Regions from separate parts of the Macaca mulatta genome. Here region 1 is linked to region 2. A link is a contact called in public Hi-C data. All regions are on one chromosome and are shown on one strand. Each heading gives the region's core, a stretch centred on a gene start, on an enhancer-like site or on the middle of the called end of the contact. The rest is flanking DNA. Distances are from core to core; before and after follow the strand shown. Region 1 overlaps ATG10 (autophagy related 10). Region 2 has its middle 100 kb from the start of SSBP2.

Region 1 (4,932 bases), core at 1,619-4,118, 310 kb before region 2:
TACGGCTATTCTACTTTTACTCTTCAGCTTCCTCCAACCCCTATCTTTCCTGTTTTGTTGTCATTCTCCTCTATGCACTCCAAAGACTTCCTCTTGTTGCAAACCATGGACAATCCTTTTCCTCCTTGATGATTTATATGCTGCTTTAATTCCAAACTTTCCATTATTCTTTCTTTATCCTGGCCTTTATCTTAGTTTGGTTCATGCTGCCTTCGAGAAGGAACTATTCTCTGATTATTTCTTTTGCCTCATTTCTCCATGAGCATCCTTCAGGCCTACAACAAGTGGACAAATCTTTCACATGAAATATTTAGGCTACATTTTTAATTCTATATCCTTATTTCCTGGGCCAATAATAGAATGGTCTCCATAAAGGACAGCCATTCCTTTGCTGAATGGAGGAAATGATTCCTCCTCTATTCAAATGGCCCTGCTGACTAATTAAAGAAATATGTCAAAACAGCTCCCAAGAAGAACCCATACGTGATCCAAAGAATTAAATGTTTTGAAAATAAGAAGAGCCACTTGGTCCATTTTTCAATAGAGATTGAGAACAAAGGAAAAGAAAGAGATGAATCAGAATTATAGACATTTCTAGCTAACTGTAAGAAGAAAATATTTAAGCCGAGGCCTCTGGTAAGGCAAAGGCCATCATGTATGTGCCTAAGGGTTTTACCACCTTTGAAACATTTGCCACTAGCTTTGATCAAAGTTGAGCCCTCAAAAGGGAAAATGAGACATAAAAAGGTCGAGGAATAAGAATGATAGGGAGTGGACAGAAGGCTTTGGCATGATACAAAAAATTCTTTAATATGGTATGCTTCAAAAACAGTGGGGAAAGAAAAAGAAAACAAACAAACAAACAAAAAAACAGCATGCACTTGAAGATGTCAATGCTTTGTGGGAGTGGATTTACTAAACTACAAGGCACTATTCCAATGTAGGCTATTTATTATTATTCAACAGATGTGCAATTACGTCTCACCCTCTGCTGAGTGATAAATGGTATTAACTGTGTCCCACCATCTCTCCCAAACCTACAATGACAGAAGTAGTTAGAGAAAAACAGAATATTGGGATGGAAGGGCTTATTTCTTCTCTTAAATCCACATTGCCTACTTGGTAACTGAGCTCCTGTACACCAAAGTAGTAGAAATGAGAGGCAGAAGCAGAATGCTGTCTCAACTTGGCTGTCTGCCTTCAAGGATTAAATAAAAATGCGTGTTTATAGAAGTGGAACAGCTGCTTCAGCTAGTTTGGATACCCGCTTTTGAGTCCTCAGGATGTTCTATTTTTCTAAGTCCACTACTCTTATAGTCTCTGAAAATTATCAGACTAAAGAGTAAAGATACATAGATGGTTTGGGTCCTAGGTCTCCTGGAGACAACAGAATTACTTCCGCCTTCAAAACCTGGCATAGCAGTTGAAGTAGGCACCATCACAATATTTCCATTCTTGGGCTGTATTTTTTAAATGGCTAGAAATTCTTCATTATCGTTTCACTTAAATACTTGATGCTGTGCCACAGTTGAATAAGCCATATATATATACATATATCTTATACACATATACACACAAAGCCATAAATAAAGCTTCTCACTTTGTAGGCACTCAATATTAATTTCCTTCACTCTTGTTTTTATATTGAAGCTCTATGTTCCAGCATATCATTTTATAGATATAAACAAATATTTCTGCTATAGTGCAAGTTGTGATATAATAGAATATATGATATGATATGACATGGCATGACATGGGAGTGACAAGAATAGATGGCATGTTAACTGAGTCTTGGGCTACTAGTAATTGGCCTGGTGGAAACTGGACCATATAAAGAAAAGGAACTCAAAGTCTAAGGGATTTGCATTTCAAGAAACAGTAAAGATTTCTTCTGAAATTGAAGCAAGTTGATACAAGAAAGGGTAATGTAAATTTAAATGGAAACTATTTATTACTTGTTTTGCTTTTCCTTAAAAAAAATAGGGACAGGGAGAAAATTTAGAGCAAAGCAGAGAAATTAATTTTTACTAACAATCAAATGCAAAAGAAATTATAAATATCTGTCAAAAACAAGGCTAAGTGAACTATTTTTGAAGCAACAAAAAAAAAAAAAGACCCCTGGGCAAGAAATTTTACAGTCATCCTCTTTCTAGGTCGGAACTCTCTTAGAATGAGACAAAGAAAAATCCGGGCCTGGAATAAGAGGAAGACATTAGGAATCCTTTCACCACACTGACAGAGATATGTTTAACAAACAGACGAAGGGTCAGAGTAATCAGATATCACAGGAAAAGGTAAGGAGAATAAAAAAGACTGAGAGGAATAAATGAAAAATTGTGACTCCAGAGTAAAGGTTGATACATTTTAAAAATATCCATGAGGTTAAGTTAGGTGGAAAGAAAAAATAAATTATTAGAATATGATAAAGGAAAGAAAGAACCATTCTTCATGTTTCTCCACCAGAAAGCATTCAGTATGCTGCACAAAAATTAAATTTGATATTTTAAGGTACCTGAACAAGCACTAAATGAATTCTGGGCCAAAATAAAATTTTAAATTCCTGATACCCACTCTATACAACACAAAGCAGTGGTCGGGGCGGGGGTGGTGAATGCTTCCACATAAAAATAAATGACTTGTTTTGGTTTACCTTTATAAGGCATAAATGGAGGGCATTGTAAAAGTATACGAATAGAAGCCAAGAATGCTAATTGTGTTTTTTTAAAAGAATAGAAAATCATGAAGAAAGGATCACAGAAACTACACCAATGTCATTAAAATATAATTGGACTTGCAGGAACAATTACTGTGCTGTACTGTAAGGGGAGCTGTTGGCACATAAGAGCAAAGCACACATATGAGCTCATCAGCCGGCCTTGGCAAGACCCACTTCCAGCTAGAAGCAGTCATGTTTCAACACCTCTGATTCCCTAATGCTGACAAGCTAAACAACTTGTTTTGTCTCTGGGAGCTCTTCTCTGGTGATTAACTGCTTATGGTGAATACTAATTATATGAAAGTACAGTATTGAAGAAGTAATGTCCTACTTCCTCTACCTGCAGCCTCGACTTGTCTCTGAATCTAGAAGGCAGAGTCATTGCAAACCAGAACCAAGAAAGACATTTTCCTCCCCATGAATAAACAAATGTATCTCCTACTTTTTAGTATAGCACAGCTCACTGACAAAAAACTTCCTTTAACCTCTGGGCTCTAAACCAAATATAATTACCATAAAATGAGTGTTTTAAAGGCTTGTAATAATGATATGGATAAATCCACAGCAAGAATTTGTGAATTAGTGAACTATCAGTGTCCTCCATTCCCCATGTCCCATGTTGAAAATTTACCCCAAATTGTCAGTTCTTAGGAACTGCACCTCAGATTAAAATCTTCTCACCAGGGAGTCTATGAGAATTTCTTCTTGTGTTTTAAATCCTAAGTGCTTGTTAAACTGCCAACACTGCAAAATTAGAGACCATTAAACAATATAAGGCAGCAAGTGATTAAATCTACCAAACACACATTCAAGCAGCTTAAGCTACTTTTTAATTAAAAATAAAATATCATTGGCTAAATTCAGATGTCTTAGCTATCCAGAAAAAAGTTAGAAGGCTGTTCAAAATGCATAATGTTGCTGACAAGCCAGATACAAAAGGAGAAATAGGGCAAGGGTTTGGCGGAACAGGAGGCTCCTCTTGGTCCCTGGGTCTGGGTGGCAGCACATCCCAATGCTGACCCGGTTTAGGCAGTGGACTCTAAACGGGAAGTCATGGCTGCGCTGCAGGGTGAGGACGCCATGTGGCTGCTGATTAAATAAGCTTTATTAGCTAAGGCCTCCAAGGAGACAGGGTGTTCCACCTTCTTGGCAAGGGAATGAGTTGAGTAACAGCATCGCAGGAAGCTAAGGCATTGGAGATGTATACATGGCTGAAGGAAATGTCAGTGATATTTTTGAATACAGCTTAAGCTAATTGATAAACATTTCTTAAAATAATTATTAGCTTTTGGGGAAGGAGGCACAGGGGCTTCTGAGTTAATGGGATCATCTGAGATTAAAAGAAATTTTTACTGTAAAGTTAGAAGTAAATAAACATTGTAGCTTTAAGTTGTTCCTACATGTTTAAAGTAAAGAAAAAGGGCCAGGGGGCTTAGTCAACTTCAGGCAAAAGGCCAAGAATCTGAAGATCAGACTTAAGGCTGGGATGATATCATTCACGCTCAAGTCTTGATACCCTTTCTGAAGCATGAGAAAATTTACTGGTAAAACCTTACCTCACCCACAGTTTTCTTATTTTTAACTCTATTTTTTTTCCTCTGGAGAATAATTTTTCGAATATGCTTTTTGCTTTATATGTAAATGTTATAAATTTACTTTCAGCTTCAGACATGGTCTTACCTAAAAAGCTTGCCCTAAAGTAAAGTACAGGCACTTGGTAGCTACAGGAATATAAGACATGATACTCATATTTAATCACTTTGGATGCTGCTGCAGTTTCAATCACTTCACAATCATCTGAGGGTAGCTCGAAAGCCTCCTGAAAAAAAGCAAAAACAAAATGAAAATGGGTTTGTTAATAAGAAAAGTACTAACATGGAGAGGAAAAGAGGAGATTTTCTTCTTGCAAAATAACAGTTAAATAAATATAAGGCTATGAGACAAGGAAAAGGGAGTTTCCCATATTAATGTTTAACATTTGAGTCCTGGGTAAATAGTAAAACCAGAAAACATTAGCATTAAGTAATTCCAGATTGTTTTTGAGACACAAAGAAGCTCTGCATAAAGAAAAAGAAAGGAAAAAAAATCCAAAAAGATCTATTGCCTGAAAAATCTTTACTGTACAATTTTAGCAACAAGATGATGGCTATACAAGCTACCTTCTTCCCTACCTGTGAAAGCTAAAAACATCCTAACAATTGAACAAGAGGCTGTGA
Region 2 (5,651 bases), core at 877-3,376:
ATCCTTGTGCAAGTAGGAAATTTCAGACAGAAATGCAAAATAGGTTTATTTGTAAATAAGCCCAACCATAGGAACCATGTAATACCTTGTTCTGCAAAGTCCTCCAGTCTTTGTAAATCAGGCTTTTTACATTATGACAGATTAACAACCAGGGCAACTAATTCATGGACATGGAGTTGGAAATGGAATTCTCCACATGTCCTTCATTCACCTGTCCGCACTGAGATCCAATATGTGGAGTAGTACTTTGTGGACTATAAGAAAATAAGTAAATAGAAATACCACCCAAAGAACAGGAGTCTGAATAAATAATTAAGGGAAATTTTTGAGGCATGGCCAAGGGGAAAATTTTACTGTAGTGAATAGCAAAACTTTCAAAAAACACATTTCTTTCCTCCCTGCCACCACCCCCACCACCCCCCACCACCGTGTGTGTGTGTGTGTGTGTGTGTGTATGTGTGTGTGTGTGTGTGCACGCGCACGCTTTTAAGGACTGCCTGCTCTATAACTGTATTTGAATCCCTTTGATTTCTGTTTGTCCAAAGTACCTTCCAGTTTCAAGAAACGCCCGGGTTACATTTTCTTCAGATTTTGTTTTTTGTTTAAGGTAAGCTGACCCCTTGGGACTAGTACAGTTTTACAGTTTAGGGCAGTTTGAAAAAGAGGGGAAAGCATCTTGCTTCTTGTTATTGAAGATACATGACTGTAGACCTAATTTTTCTAAAAACATAGTCACTAACAGATTACCAACAAGAAGAGAAGATTCAGCTCCTGGCTTCCTAAATGGATGAAACCTGCCTCCCCACTCCCACAATATCATAGTGGGATAATGAGTAATATTAATCTCTTCAGAGATATTTACTCACTCCGACTTATTTTTGAAGAGTAGAGGAGTGTTGCTGCACCCACAAGTGGACAGATATTGAACTCAGCCGCCCCATCTGCCTTGACATCACGTGGGGTATTACCGTAACCCCCTTTCTGTTCTCCCCTGTTTCAGTGCAGTACAAGTGGCTTTCCAAAGCAGATACAAAGTTATTCTCAGTGTCTGAAGTTCCAGCTCCTCCACAAAAGCCTGTGGCCCCCAAGTAGCACCACTTCATGAATGCCTGTGTCTCAACTCTGCAAGGCCGACCTTGTCCTCTCCATCATCTGAGCGGGACTGACCCTGTCCGGGTAAAACTATGGAACGGAAAGGGTTAATCAGAGTCCCCAGGAGCTGGGGGAGCACCTGGAGCATCTCAGCAGGGGAGCAACTGGAAACCACAAACATCAAACTGTGCTGCTGCAACTTGAACTAAACGCCGAGACCTGGCCGAGGGAGTCAGTTAAGCTTAGACCAAATGGTCTTAATCAAGGTATCAGAACAGACCTCTCAAAGACAGAAATGATGGTATATCCCGGCCCTCCAATCCTATGGATTTTTTTTTCATGTTGCAATTTAAGTCTCAGAATACATTTTATGACCCCAGTGCCCTTTATTCCGAAAGATGCCGTGAGATGTCTGCAGAAATGTCCTGCAGGACTGTGGAGAGCACAGTGGGCGTCCCGGCCCTCCCAGCTTTGCCTCGCCATCACTTCCAAATAACCTTTGTTGCGGGGTCGGGGGACCCAAAGCCACCTTCGCCCCTGTCCGTACATCCTCCAAACAAGCGGCAGCCAAGAGGCTGCAGGACCTACTCGCCGGCCCCCAGCCCCCTCCCCGCCCCCAGCTCTAGCTGCCCGCCTGCCGCCTTCGCAGCCCCTTCCTCACTCCCTACCCGGGGGGCCGTCCCCCTTATCGCCACCCGCCCACCCCCGCCCCCAACCAACCCCACAGGCACTCTCAGACCCCACCAGCACATTCCTAACAGCTCCAGCTTTCCAGGAAAGCAAAAAAAAAAAAAAAAAAAAAAAAAAAAGACCATAACATCACGGGCAGGTTTATTTGGGTTTGTTTGTTTGCTTGTTGGCTCGATTAAATACTCGTGGAAGGTGAACGTACCCCACACAGGAGAAGTTTGATGTTGACAAACTTCTGGTGGCAGCGAGACTGTGTCAGCACAACTTCCGGGATAATGAGAGCTGCTTTGCAGGGAGCGCGGCAGCCGCGGCGGGAGGCGGTCGCAGGACGGAACAGCAAATGCTATTCAGCCCGAGCAGTTTCAAGCCGCCCGAGCTGGGGAATTACTGTAGTCGAGCTACGGCTCCTACCACCGGCGCTGGATCTGGGCGCGCGTTAGGGGGGGAAGCTGCAGGCACAGGGCGCCGAGAGGGGAGCTTTCAAGTTACTTTGCTCCATCCCTGCACCCGGCAGAGGCTTGCAGGCTGCGTGGTAACTGCAAACATCTTGTTCCCTGCTTCTTTGGGCGGCCGCCCTGGAACCAACCAACTTTTCTCTCCCCCAAAACTCCCTCTTTGTTTCAAATAGGACTCTCCAAAATTTATTCTTGGGAAGACTGACAGCCGGGGTCAAGAAACAGCTGTTGAAGTTAATGTTTCTTCCTCCCACTTCGTCTGATGGTTGTGCCCTGCCAAGACAAAGTGAGAGGCACTGCCTGGTGGCTTCTTTAAACAGACATGCATTTAGCCAAAAAGGATTGGGGTGGGGGTATATTTTCTTGCTTAACATACAATCTGATCAGAAATGCAACAGCATGTGCCTTTCAACTTGTGCTGATTACTTGCTGAAAAGATGCTGTAGCTTTTAGTTTTGAACACTTTGAGCATTGGGGGCGGGGATGGCGGGAGAGTTAGTGGTTGACACTTTCCATGTTTTGGTAAAGGGGCTAAAATTTTAAACCCTCCTCCCTCTGATCCACCTCTGGCCCTCTAAGAAAGATAGAATGGCCTGGGGGAGGGAGAAAAGAGTTGCATTCCTTTGCAAGGTTTAAGTCACATTTTAAAATTCAAATCATTATGCAGAACAAGGGCTTGCCTAGAGCTAGGTAAACTGTTTTTATTTGGAGATGACCTAGGCCAAACCTTGGAGAGTGCTGGAGCTCCTGGTGGCTTTCTCCACACCAGGCCTGTGTCATCTCTCCTTTCCCAGTCCAACTCCTTTTCCCTTACTCAGAGGGCATATTCTAGGGGGAAGCTGCCCTGTTCTTTTGTGCTGCCTTCTCCAGGGTGAAGGCTGATTTTAACACCGCCCTTCCTCCCCTTAGCATTTTAGAGCCCCTGTGAACTGCTGAGAGGCCCCTTGGGGCTGTCCTCCGGAGTTTCCCTTCTCCTAACTAGCATCTCCCAGGCATCTACCCTTCTGTCCTGGGGGTAGGTGGGTGGGAACTCTATTCCTTCCACATCAGAGAGCTTAACCACTCTTCTAACCCACCCATTCTCCTTTGGGAGTGCTGGGCTCATTTGGCCTCTCTCAGATGAAATTATATGAAGACATAAAAGGCCTTCCCTCTCCAACCAGGTTATCCTGTCACCACATCGCAATGCAGTGCCATCACAAAGTGATATTGCATCAGGCCCAAGGATATTTTAGGAAGCTCTCAAGCTGGGTCCAACAAGCCTTCCATGCAGGCATCGGGACCACACTGCCAAATTCAAGGCTGCAGAGCTGCTGGGCAGGTGTCAGTGATGCCCTCTCTAGTCTCAGCTATTCTCTTCTCTATTCTCTACTCCACCTCCCCCACCTCCATGCCTTCACCAGGCAGGTCCACTTTGAGACTCCCCCAATACTCTGCCCAGTTGCCAGAGGCCACTGCTTTTGCTTTTCCTCCTGTTTTCTTTGCAAAGTGTTCCAGCACACCTTCTGATGTATTTCCTGTTTTTCTGCCTATCATGGTCACTCACTGAAACCTTAATTAATATTTGCACATATTAGCCGTAAATCAACTAAATTACACTTGGAGCTGCAATGGCTGCAGCACACACGGTCTCCAATTTGGGTGTCTGCACGTCGCAGGCCTCCCCAACTTGTTGGACTTGGGTGAACTTTTCTCATTCCCTCAGACTCTGGATCTCCCAGCTTAGTTGGCACAAGGGCAGCGGCCAAGAATCCAGGCACCACCCTCAGCAAGTGCCCCTTCTCTGAGTCCTGCTAATGCAATCCAGCAGCCAATTGACTTCAATTCCTTCCGCTTTATTGTTCTCCATCCTCAGAGAGACCAACCTCAGCATCTAGCGGGGCTGTGAGGCAGACCTCCTCTGATCCTGGCGTTGTAATTCCCCACTGCTGGCTCCTGCAGTTTTATTACAGCCTCCTTTTTTTCTAGGATTGACGGACATAAACCTCCAGTGTGGAGGCCTGCAACAGCACCCTTAAAGGCTTCTTTGTGTAGAAATGTAACCTTAGGGCAAAGTCAGCCCAGCTCCAGGAAGGGCACAGTATCCTGCTACAGGGAAGTACTGTGCTGGGACAGACCTGGAGATTTCTTCTACTGACCGGGGACCTGGGAACCTCCCAGGGACAATGCCTTCTTCTTCTAGGTAGAATATAGGCTTGTCGAATTTTACTGGGAGTGGGAATGGGGCTGGGGGACATCGAAGAGAAGGGGATGCTGGAAGAGACCTGCAATGACTGTTCAGGGAACTCTACATGCAATTGGAAGAAACAGATGTCCTTTTTTTCAGGGAGCAGGTCTCTAAATGCGACCACTTGTGAAGCCCCCATGAGTGGAAGCACTGTCCAAGTCAGAGGGAGTTAGCACCATTTGCTTCTCTTGGAGCTGATGCTACGGTTTTCATTTCCAAGCAGAATGCCTTTGGATCATTTAGAGGATCTGATCTCTGTAGGCAGGTGTTGGGTTAGACACATTATTCCAAAAGCAAGGGTGAAAAGGTGCAGAATCTTAATTTACCATGCAGGATTAGAGTCAGATTTAAATCAGGTAGAATCATTAAGGGATTTAGAGCCAGAGTCTTTTTCCAAAGAGAAAAAGGACTGAATAATTCTCTTTTGTTGAAGTATAGTGAGGTCAGGAGTGTAGCATCTTACATTTGGGTTTTTTTCTTCCAGCTTTAAAATGTTCGCTTATACTTTCAGTCAGTCAATTAGAACAGTAATAGAGTATCAAATGTATATGATTAGGCATTAACTTCCATATAGACTGGTGCAAAAACGAAGAGATGAAGGTGTGTACTCATCATTACAAAGGGCCCCCCTACGGGAACTGGGACTGCACCTTGGTTAAAGGACAAGTGAGATGCAGCTAGTTAGAAAAGATAAATTGGGAATCAGAGAGAGGTAAGAAACACATGAATACAATTTCTATGGAATCTAGTTGAGATGTGGGTGTTTAGTCCTACTGCCCCAGGACCTGGAGTTATTAGTATAGAGAGGTTAACACAATGCTTTTAGTCAAAGTTTTTGAAATATATATTCTCGCAGAGTCAAGAACATGGACAATGCAGGAAATGGAAAGGAGGAGATATCTTCAGATGGTATTTGAGATTACAGAATGTGGACAGAAATAAAAATACATACGCAATTATTTTTCCCTTTCCCTTTTCCTCCTAAATCTAGGCAGGAGTTTAACTTTGGATTGAAAGGCTCCCTGTTGTTCCTCCTCTAGCTTCTCCTCTAGTTACCCCATCCACACTCCAGTTCTGGTTTTGAGCAGAGCTGCAATTGTCCTTTGTACGGAATTGCATGAAATCCTGTGCTGGTTTTCTAATGTGGGAAAATGTCTACTAGGGAGGCTAAGACCACCAAACTAGTT

The links. A called contact is a pair of places that touch in the nucleus more often than the background predicts.
Region 1: a contact with region 2 is called in a Hi-C map of fetal cortex germinal zone, with 4 times the contacts expected there. The contact joins two enhancer-like sites. A contact is called at or near these places in 2 of 14 Hi-C or Micro-C datasets (fetal cortex germinal zone and fetal cortical plate).

What each region holds. Positions count from the first base shown.
Region 1 is chr6:88,472,682-88,477,613 of T2T-MMU8v2.0, reverse strand. ATG10 (autophagy related 10) reads right to left here. Exons shown (of 8, transcript XM_078004955.1): 4 at 4,397-4,535. Among named protein-coding and RNA genes, the nearest start is that of RPS23, 110 kb to the left of the region's middle. Within about 2 kb of position 2,868, at least 25 of the 40 cell types and tissues checked have an H3K27ac peak or open chromatin away from gene starts, as enhancers often do. A contact at or near this core is called in fetal cortex germinal zone and fetal cortical plate, where this site is marked.
Region 2 is chr6:88,160,461-88,166,111 of T2T-MMU8v2.0, reverse strand. No RefSeq gene overlaps it. Among named protein-coding and RNA genes, the nearest start is that of SSBP2, 100 kb to the right of the region's middle. Within about 2 kb of position 2,126, at least 38 of the 40 cell types and tissues checked have an H3K27ac peak or open chromatin away from gene starts, as enhancers often do. A contact at or near this core is called in fetal cortex germinal zone and fetal cortical plate, where this site is marked.